Regions from separate parts of the Sus scrofa genome. Here regions 1 and 2 are each linked to region 3. Evidence: chromatin contacts called from public Hi-C and HiChIP or PLAC-seq data. All regions are on one chromosome and are shown on one strand. Each heading gives the region's core, a stretch centred on a gene start, on an enhancer-like site or on the middle of the called end of the contact. The rest is flanking DNA. Distances are from core to core; before and after follow the strand shown. Region 1 holds the start of SEPT8 (septin-8). Region 2 holds the start of SHROOM1 (protein Shroom1). Region 3 holds the start of HSPA4 (heat shock 70 kDa protein 4).

Evidence for each region. A called contact is a pair of places that touch in the nucleus more often than the background predicts. HiChIP or PLAC-seq counts read pairs in DNA pulled down with a chosen protein or histone mark.
Region 1: a contact with region 3 is called in a Hi-C map of embryonic fibroblasts, with 1.6 times the contacts expected there. The contact joins the promoter of SEPT8 here to the promoter of HSPA4 in region 3. A contact is called at or near these places in 3 of 47 Hi-C or Micro-C datasets (embryonic fibroblasts, heart right ventricle and mesenteric adipose tissue) and 1 of 2 datasets of contacts at active chromatin or transcription factors (skeletal muscle).
Region 2: a contact with region 3 is called in an H3K27ac HiChIP or PLAC-seq map of skeletal muscle. The contact joins the promoter of SHROOM1 here to the promoter of HSPA4 in region 3. A contact is called at or near these places in 2 of 5 promoter capture datasets (both in liver), 5 of 47 Hi-C or Micro-C datasets (fetal liver, heart right ventricle, liver and 2 more) and 1 of 2 datasets of contacts at active chromatin or transcription factors (skeletal muscle).

Annotation. Positions count from the first base shown.
Region 1 is chr2:135,103,029-135,106,461 of Sscrofa11.1, reverse strand. It overlaps SEPT8 (septin-8), which reads left to right and starts at 1,997. Exons shown (of 10, transcript XM_013995121.2): 1 at 1,997-2,251. The coding sequence starts at 2,222.
Region 2 is chr2:135,150,626-135,153,827 of Sscrofa11.1, reverse strand. It overlaps SHROOM1 (protein Shroom1), which reads left to right and starts at 1,288. Exons shown (of 8, transcript XM_021084746.1): 1 at 1,288-1,916; 2 at 1,919-2,310; 3 at 2,402-2,460; 4 at 2,691-2,900; 5 at 3,111-3,202. The coding sequence starts at 1,334. It overlaps LOC102159960 (a long non-coding RNA gene), which reads right to left and starts at 1,378. Exons shown (of 6, transcript XR_002341904.1): 1 at 1,287-1,378; 2 at 1,116-1,193; 3 at 678-731; 4 at 1-381.
Region 3 is chr2:135,344,447-135,347,815 of Sscrofa11.1, reverse strand. It overlaps HSPA4 (heat shock 70 kDa protein 4), which reads right to left and starts at 2,092. Exons shown (of 19, transcript XM_005661654.3): 1 at 1,633-2,092. The coding sequence starts at 1,739.

The DNA of each region.
Region 1 (3,433 bases), core at 748-3,247, 240 kb after region 3:
ATTAGATCTCTAGCCTGGGAACCTCCATATGCCATGGGTGCGGCCCTAAAAAGCCAAAAACAAAACAAAACAGGAGGAGGAGGAAGGAGAAAAAGAGGAACAGGAAGGAGAAGGAGAAGAGGACGAAAGAAAAAGAAATTTGGGGTTCGGGGAGGAGATGTAAATTTTCCTAACAGTGACCACATCCCAAGAGAAGGAAGTCAGCTGTAATCTCGCTTTTCCTTCTCACAGCCAGCAGCTGGGGCTGCAGAAGTGGATTATTTTGAAAAAAATGCACAACTTGGGGGAAAGACCATTTTTGAGATAATTTAGGGCAGATTCCAGAGAGTTGTGATGCAGAAAATGGTCTTCGGGACAGATTTCTTGCCAGTTACAGGAAAGAAAAAGGAAATAGCAGATCTGGTCCAGGCTGATCAACACAACACCAACTGACCACACATCTCGCTCCCTCTCTCTCTCTCTCTCTCTGGGCTTTGAAATTAAGGTTTTTGTAGTCTAGAGAAGGAGATTTGATTAAGCATTTTATTTCAAGTGTAGAGGAGAGCCCTTATTTTCCTGAGTTGAATCCTGTGGCAGAGGTACTCTAATTAGCCTCAGTTTTAGGAGGAGGAAGGGGAGGCACAGGTAAGTAAATTGCCTGAGGTTAAAAAGCTGGCAAGGGATGGAGGCAGGATTCCAACCCAGGTCGTTTGTTTGCCTTGGGTCCAGCACCCTTAACCACAGCTTTGCCTGTTTCTCGCAGATAACTACAATACAGCATGGGAGACACTGCGAGAGGGAGGCACAGAGTGAACACTGAATCAGAAAGGACCAGCAAGATGTCATTTCACCTTAGTGACCTGCTACAATGTGCCCTGGAGAGAAGGAAGACGAAAGCTACTTCAAGGGGACAGGGTCAACTACCTGAAAGCCAGTGGAAGGGCAGGGAGGAGCTCCTCTTAAAGCCAGGTGTGCCAAGCCCAGATGTGGTCCTCGGACACCTTCAACCACGACAAGTTCCTGAGTCAGAGGGACAGGCTGGGCTGTTTCTCAGGAAAATCTTGGTGGGTGGGAAGGGTGTGGAGGGTGGACCCACCCAGGTTGAGGCCATTGAAATAGCAGGAGACAAGCCTTGCTACCTTCCCAAAGAGAGAGCAGACAGAGAGGCAGAGGGAATGACAAAATAAGGAGGGTTTTGGAGGATTCGGAGCTGGATTTTAGAAGGCTAGTCATTGAATAGGACCAGAGTCCCCTGAAGGCCTTTGGCTTGGGCAGAGGTATTAGTTTTCTAAGTTTTGTGCGTGTTTTGAGTAGTGGGATTCGCAGAGAGAATGCGCATGCATTGGGAGCTGCAGTCTTCCTTGCGCGGTGCCCAGACTCCATTAAGACCTCGCCCGAAACCCTTAGGGGTAGGCAGGGTGACGGTCACTTGTTATCTGATGTCTTGAATGCCGAACTCGGCTTGTCTATTGCACGAATCTGAGCCTGAACTGCGCATCCTGCAACTTCATTGCGCAAGGAGCCGAAGGCTGGTCCCTGGCCCGGGAAGGCCGCCCAGCCGGACGCGCGGGTCCCGCCCCGGGTGCCGCCCTGGCTCGGACCAGAGCATCAGGTGGGGCCCAGCGTACGGCCATAAGAGGCTGAGGCGGCCTCTCCTGGACCCGACGGGCCGCACGCAATCCGCCGACACTCTGGCTGGTGGTCTCCGTGTATTTGCAGGCTCTGACCGGGTGGAGGCGGCTTGGGGGAGACCTCGAGGGCGCACGCCGCACCCTACTCTTCTCGGCACCGAGCGGGCTTCCTAGCGCGGAGGCGCGGGACACTCCCTCCCGGCCTCGTCCCCAGCCTCCCAGGGACACGCGGCAGGCCGGCGGGCACTGGCCCGGGTCCCCAGGCACGGCCCTCCTGGCCCCCCAACTTCGGGACTACAAGTCCCAGCAGTCCTCGCAGTTGGCACCTCCCGCCTCGCCGCGGAGACCCCCGGCCGTGCCCGCGCTGGGGCTCGGGCTGCGCTCGCGGCGGGGCCAGGCGGGGAGGCCGGTCCCGCGGGCGGGGGCGGGGGCGGCTCCGCGGCTTCTCCCGCCGCCGCCGCCGCCGCTGCCGCCAAGGGGAGTTTCCAGGAAGTGGCCATATTGGATCCATTCAGCCGCAGCCGCCCGGGCGGAGCGCGTCCCGCAGCCGGCTGGTCCCTGTCGCGGCCCGGGTGCTCGGCCCGGCCCGCCTGCCCGGTGCGGAGCTCGCCATGGCGGCCACTGACCTGGAGCGCTTCTCGGTGAGGGCCCCGCTGGGCCGCGGCGCGCGCGAGAGGCGCGGGGAGGGGGCCGCGTGCCGCTGGCCGGGGGCGCGAGCCGGGCTGTCAGTGCCGCGCGAGCCGGCCTCGACTCCGGGCGGGCCGGGGGCGCACGAGCTGGCTCTCCGAGCAGCGCTAGCCTCGGGACCTGGGGCGTCGGGCGGGGGCGCCTCGCCGGGCGGCTGGCGGGGTCGCTCTGCTTGGGCGAAGGCGAGGCGGACTCCTTTCGCGGAAAGGAGCACATAAATATCCGCCTGGTTCCGGCCAGGTGCGAGGACAGACCGGAGCCCCGGGCGCCGGAGGGGAGGATCCAGGTTCTTCCAAAGCCCCGTCTCCCTGCCTGTTTCTGCACGGCGGGGGAGACCCCTGGCCGCGCAGGTGCTGCTGGCTGGGCTCAGGATGAAGCCCTAGGGGTCCGAGGGAGTCCCTCAAGTGAGCCAAGGGCAGTTGCAGACTTGGGTCCTGAAGACCCAAGGTCCTGGCCCTGCGTCTCCCAACCTCAGCCTGCACCCCAACCCAAGCGGCCGGATCCCGGGTGCGATTCCAGGCAGGTCCGGCCTCAGTGGTAGGGTCGGAGGCAGCCATTCCCCAGAAACTGGAGAGATTCCAGATTCAGCCCAGTGGATGTTTGCTTGAGCCCCAGGTCGGGTATGCCTTCTGCAGGGCTCACATCTCTGGTGGTCCCTCCAGAGGTCTCTCCGGGCCCGAGCCGGCCTGTAGCCTATTTTCTAAAGGCTTTTATAATTCACCCGAGGGGAGAGGGGACTCTCGGGGGTCGTGGCTGCATGTCCCCTGATTCTAAGGCTGAATTTGGGTGTGTCTGGGAGGTTGGGCTCTGACAGTGAAGGAAGCTGTGTCCTCTTGCCAGCATGTGAGGCCCTGGTCGTTGTAAGGGAGAGTCGGGAGATGTTGGGGGTGGGGGGAAATGCTAAATATATGACCGATAAGGAATTGGTTCTGGGGCTAAATAAGGGATCCGGGACTTACGTAATTAATGCTATAAATACTGCCATCCGAATTTATATATGTAAATTTTCTCTTTCATCTGAAAATACATTTGTTGGTCTACTTTGGAAATAGGGGTAACTAAAGCAGAGACTCTTGGTTTCATAATTTCTATACTGGAGTGTTTCATTTCCAGTGGAGAGGGGGCTGCGAGTCAGT
Region 2 (3,202 bases), core at 39-2,538, 190 kb after region 3:
CCCAACAACTGGAGTCACATGATCAGTGTGCATGGTGGCAACTGCCTCACTCATTCTGTCCCCTTCCTCAGAAAAGACAAGTAGGGAGAGAAGAGTGGCTAGAAGCAAAGGTGCCCTCTTCCTTCCTACCCCCCATCTACTCCTTGTAAGGCTGCTCCATTCCTTGTCATTCAACAAATATTTATCATCATTACCTGCCAGGCACTGACGGTACAGAGATGTGTAAGCGCAGGGCCTGTCCTCAGGAAGCTCAGGGGTGGACATGGGGAGACTGAATCACTAGTACACGGCCGCCAATCAATGTAGGGTTGACTGCTGTGATGGGGGAAGGCTCAGGAACCGCTGGGAACCCGAAAGGTCAGGAGACCTCTAAGCTGAGCCCTGTAGGAGCAAGAGTGGCAGGACAAAGAGACCGGTGAGCCTGTCATTCCTAGACAAAAGGCAGAGGCTCCCAAGCAGGGGACATATTATCCAGGAATCTGCCAGTATTTTGAAGCGGCGGGGAGGGGGGGTCACCATTTACCACAGTGGAGTCTGGGCTTTGTTGGAGGCTTCAGGCATCTGGGGGGTGGGTGGGGTTAAACTGGCTTTCAGCAGGGTTTGCTTCTAGGAAATCGATTCTGGCTGCAGTAAGTTTGGAGGCAGGCCCAGATTCCAGGCAGGGATCTGACTCTTACCAGCTGTGTGCCTCTGGGCAAATCATTTCTCCCTCAGAACCTCGGTGTCCTCATCTGTAAAAATGCAGACAGCACTTGTGAGGGTCAAGATAAATATTTATTGAAAGCACCTGGAGCACAACCAGCCCAGAGGGAGGGAGGAAGGCTCTGAAGCTGCTCCTGCCACCTGACCCGGCCTCCCCCACCTCCTTTCTTTGTTGGCCTGCGATCTCGGACTTGATCTCGGATCTTGACCATTGTTTATCAGGGAAAGATCACAGGGAGAAGCTAACAAAGCTGCCAGGAAGCAGCCTGGGTGGGACAGGCTGGGGGAGGGAAGGAGTATGGGTACATGCAGCGCTCCAGAAGGTGCCAGGGTAGAGCCAGGGCTGCTAGCCAAGAGCGCGCCCCAGCGGGGAATGGGCTAGTCGCCAAGAATAAGTGAACTAAGGCCCTCACCCTCCATAGTGGCTCCCTTGGTCCTACTGCCCTTGCTAGCCCCGACTAAGGGGGTGACAAATGCTGGCGCCAAGGATCCTGTGGCCAGAGAGAGGATGTGTAAGCACCAGGCCCTCTGTGATGGAGGGGCCAGCAGGCTGCCCCAACCCTTCCCAGGAGCGCCTCACCCACCGCACCACGTCTGCTCTTCCAGGCCAGCCTCGGCCCTCGTCGGAGCCATGGAGGCCCTGGGTCCTGGAGGCGACCGCGCCTCCCCAGCCTCATCCACTCGCAGCCTGGACTTGCGGCGGCTGTCTGCGCGCGCTGACTCGGCCTACGGCTCTTTCTCCGCCGCCTCCGGCGGTCCGGAGCCGCGCACACCTTCGCCGGGGACCCGCCCGCTCCCCTACCTGGACTGGGACTACGTGCGCGTGGTCTGGGGAGGCCCGGCCCCCGCCGCGCCCGCCGCGGGCCCTCGCACCTGCCCGCAGCCCCGGCCTGCGGCGGCCGCGCACAGCGGGCCGCGTCCCCCTGAGCTCCAGGGCACCCCAGGGCCTCTCAGCCGCCACGCCACCCCGCTGCTGTACGCGCTGGCGGCCGAGGCGGAGGCCGCGGCGCGGGCCGCCGAGCCGCCCAGCCCGCCGGCCTCGCGGGCCGCCTACCGCCAGCGGCTGCAGGGCGCGCAGCGGCGAGTGCTCCGGGAGACGTCCTTCCAGCGCAAGGAGCTCCGCATGAGCCTGCCCGCCCGCCTGCGGCCCGCGGCCCCCGTGCGGCCCTCCGCCGCGCACCCGCGCTCCGCCTCGCTCAGCCACCCCGGGGGGAAGTGGAGCCGCCGCGCCCCGGGGCTCCCGGGCCGGGAACCTCTGGCCGGGGACGCCTGGCCAACCAGCAGCGGAAGTGGTGCTTCTCCGAGCCGGGGAAGCTGGATCGCGTGGGTCAGGGGGGTGCGCCGGCCAGGGAATGTTCGGGGGAGGCCCGCTCCAGCTCAGGCCTTGGGAGGCTGGAGCCCCAGGAAGAGCAGCCGCGGACCCCGGCGGAGTTCGATGGTCACCAGATCAGGTGGCTGCCTGTGACCCAGCCCCGAGACATCGAGGACCCGAAACCCCGGTCCTTGAGGCTCGGCCATGGCTACAGACCTGCCGGTCGGAGTTGGAGCGCTTCAGGAGAAGTCTTGGCCCCGTGGGGAAGTTCAGGAGGGGTCATGCCCATTCCGCAGGTATGGAAGATGGGGGTTGCCAGCTTGGGATGGGGGCAGCTGGAAGACTGAAAACCTGAGCAACATTTCATCCATCTGCTTGCCTTTCCAGGCTGTTCCCCAAGGAGCAGAAACCACCAGCAGACCGTTGTTTCTGACCAAACGTTCTAGGTGAGAGACATGGACCCCTCTGGGGAATGAAAGCTGGGGGCAGGCAGCTTTCATAGATCCTGCCCAAGAAAGAAGAGGGCCTCCCACTTAGCCTCAGTTTGAACCTTCTGACCCTCTTTTGCAAACCACATCTCCTAATCCCTGCCCCCCAACACCCTACTGTTCCTCTGGTGCAGAACCAGGGTCATCTTTCCTGGTGACTGTGGTCAGTGTGGGGTCCCTGCCTCCAGGTTTCTGACTGAGAAAGATGCTGCAGAGGTGTGTCCTGCAGAGGGCCCCCAGAGCAGCCCCTCTGACGGTGAGCAGAATGTCTCAGAGAACTGCAAGGTGTCTGTTCGGCTTCCTTCCCTTCCTGATGATGAGGTTTTCCTGGAAGAAGCCCCGCTGGTCAGAATGAGATCACCTGCAGACTCCTGCGCTCCCTTGGGGCTCCCATCCAGGTGAATTCCCTGGGGCTTTTAAGCAAAGTGAGACACCCCGCTTCCTACACGCGTCTACAGAATGCTGGAGGAGCAGGGAACCCTCTTGCTGCTGGGGTCTGAGAGCCAGGAGGCGGGGGTGGGGGTGGGGGTGGGGGCAGGTTGTCCTTGGAAGCCACCACTTATCTTTGGCCAGAGCTTTTTCTGATTCACTGTCTCTTCCACTTCCAGGGTCCATGCCTCTGACCAGCATTATGGAGCTGCCTTGGGCCAAAGGGCTGACCAGGCTGTAATTTCCGCAGCGAAGCCCCTCCATGAGCACT
Region 3 (3,369 bases), core at 843-3,342:
TTAAAAACAAACTTTAATGCTTTAAAAAAAAACCTTTTGGTATGCAATACACTTCCCTGGAAATACATATTAGATCAACCGTTGAAAACTATTAAGATGGGTGAATAGGGGACTGGGTTGTTATTGCTAATGAGCACAAGATTTCTCATTGGGGTGATGAAAACGTTTTAAAATTGTGTGAATAGTTGCCTAAATTTGTGATTACACTTAAAAAAAGTGTATATTTTAAGAGGGTTAACTGTATTTGTGTGAATAACGTCTCATTAAAATGGAAAACTACAAATAAAATTGAGAAAGGAACATCAGACTATGGTTTTGAATCTGGGGTGGATTTTCCCGGAAGCGCTTGAGTTAGGTGTAAAAAAAGGGGGCAGAAGGAGTTCCCTAGTGGCTCAGTGGGTTAAGCAGCTGGCTTTGTCACTGCAGTGGCAAGGACTGGATCCCTGGCGTGGGAATTTTCACATGCCACAAGGACGGCGAAATAAAATAAGGAGCAGAAATTTGACAAGTTCAAGGGAAACGTGAGTCTTCTGGGTAGCAATGATCAGCCTAGTAAACAGAGCAAGAGACTTGGCCAGAAATCTGTGGCTGAAGAAAACCAACAAAAGGGGGGGGGGGGGAATAGGCCTTAGAAAAGAGGCCCTTTATGACACACATATATGATGTATCAAATATGAGAATCTAACAAATATGAAACTTCAAAAAAATTTTGTCCGAAAGGAAAACAATAGATTGAAACATATCTCTAGGAATTCAAAAAGTAGACTCTTAACTCTAACCAAGGAAAGGCCTGGGTGAGTCATGATTTTTTTAGCGCTGTGTCTATACTGGTCCCATAACTTACTATAGGTTCTAAAAGTCGAAGTGAGCCCCTGAGTCATTCATTAACAATTGCGGCCAACACCCCGGATGGAATGCATTACCCTGAGAATGGAACGCTGTTAAGGGTGGATGCATACAGAATGATAACAGAAAATGACCCAACGTGGTTCAATTTACTGAAACGACGTAAAAAATCAAAGTGAATGCAAAGATATCCAAAAGCCATCAAATTTTATTAAATCCATTTCTGCTATCTTTCCGTGCCAACCCAACCTCAAGATCTCCGGTGCTCCGGCTCCCTCTCTTCCGGGCGCCACCCCACCCCCACTCACGTGGGACTCTGGGCGCTCTTAGGGCCGGCGACCGCCAGAACTCGTTCAACTCAACTAACTTTTATTAAGCGCCTGCTGTGTGCAAAACTCCGAACTCTGCGCTGGGCTGAAGAAACGTCAGTACTCCCTGCGCCTATTATGTACTCTCTAAAAGAGGAGCTCGGTCCACCCCACATCCCAGGCCTGCCTTCCCCCCAACTTCTACTCAATACATCCGCAGGTCCAAGTATCCATTCACAGCCTTCCGCCAGCCGGCGGGCCACAGAAAAAAGGCCTCGCCCCTGCTGCAGACCCACACGGTGGTGGTCGCGGCCACCAGTGACCTAAAACCCAATGGAGGTGCCCTACCCACCACGGCCTCGGCTCGGAACGGAGATTACTGCCCGGCCCACGTTCCCCAAACCGCGAGTGGCACAGACCAGAACAAGTGCTACCTCCCCACCCCCCAGTGCACGCGACTGGCCTGGCCCACACTCACGGCGTGCAGCGGTCGCTGTACTCATTAGCGATCGTTTCGATGCCACCGGCGCGGGCTACGGCGACGTAGCAGCTCTGGAACCCAAGGTCTATGCCCACCACCGACATGGCGCCGGCTACAGCTCGGGCTCGAGCCCCGGTCCGGCCGGCAAGACAGGACACGGACCCCGGCGGGGCTGGCGCGCGGAAAGACGGCCGTGTGGGCCGGGGAACCCGGGCTAGTTGGGGAAGTGAGGGTGACCACACGAGCCCCTCGGTTCTTAGAAGGAGAGCCGCGGCGGAGGGCACTGCTCAGACCGGCTCCGGCTCAGCGGCCGCAGAAGGTGCGCCGGTAGCGGGGGCGGAGAAGATCTCGAAAGATCTCGTTGCGACGAGAGTAAAGCTGCAGCGCGAGAACTGCGACGAGATGTTCTCGCGAGACCCCGGCACAGCTGCTTTTCCTTCTGAAGCCCCGCCCCCCGGTTGCGTACATGTTTACGTCACGTCCGGACCCAAAAACCTGGGAAGGGACTAAGCCGCAGAAAAGATGGTAGAGAGGCGGGGCTGGCCAATTGAGCCTGCGCACAGAACCGGCAGCCGCGCTCCTCGCGGCGGCGCGGAACCGAGAAGCAGCTCCTCTTCCAGAAGGAAATAGGAGCGCCGGTTTGAGGCAAAATACTGAGCAAGCGCTGTTGGCCTACTTCCGCCGTTTTTCTTTATTTCAGAGAAAGTTCCGGTTGTGGCACCTCCCGCGCCCCATCTTGTATTGAGCCCGGTAAAATGGGACCGCGCACTAATCCTCAAAGTTGGGAGAGCCTGGTCATCTCGCCTTGGTGGGGTCTGGTGTGTAGAAGAAAAGATTGCTGTTGGGCCCGGGCCCTGAACAGAGGTTTAGTTCAGGTTCTGTTAAAATCAGAGACAGCGCCCTTTGCGAAGGAGGGGAGGAAGTGACTCTCAATCCCACTGCCTTGATTTTTTTTCCCTCAGTCTTGCACCGTTTTCTAAACCGGTCCTGTCCTTAGATGCAGTTGCACCTAAAGGACCTACTGCACTTTAGCCTTTCAATCCCCAACCCATTTTAAGCACCTGTCTTGAACTGGATGCAAGAAACACGCATTCATAGGTACGTTCAGACATATCGGTAGCGCCAGGATTACATGAAGCAGGCACTCTCCCCTGCAGGGGCACCTGGGTAAGCAGGGAGTTGCGGAGAGTTATGATGTGTTCCTGGTATAGAGAGGAAGCCAGCTGGCAATCAGGAAGCAACTCTACGTAATGAGCATTTCTAATAAATCGCTTGAAGAAGTCTTAGAATACCAGGAATCTGAATCTCTGTGTCTCCAGTAATTTGATATGATTTCTTGTTCTAAGTATCTATTTTATGATTTTTTAAGGGCCCCCAACATTGTGTAAGCTTCAACCCCACAAAACCTGAATCCAACCAGTAACAGGAGTAGCTAAACAAGTAAATGGGATCCCCGTACAGGGTGGCAACTGTTACAACACAGAATGCTGGACACTAGGAAAAATAAAAGGCTGCTTTCAAGTTAGAAAAAAAGTAATAGCTAGCTAGTCTGGGTTGAAAAGAACTGCAGGAAGTACTGCTACTAGGTAGGCTGAATTGAAGACCTCCATCTCAGAGCTCAATCAATTATATTGGACCACTTAATAAAGTGGATAAACAAAGACAAAAGTAAATTTTCCCAAACCTCTGCGTTTGCTGTGTCAATGAAAAATCAATTACTTGTTCTAAGAAAGA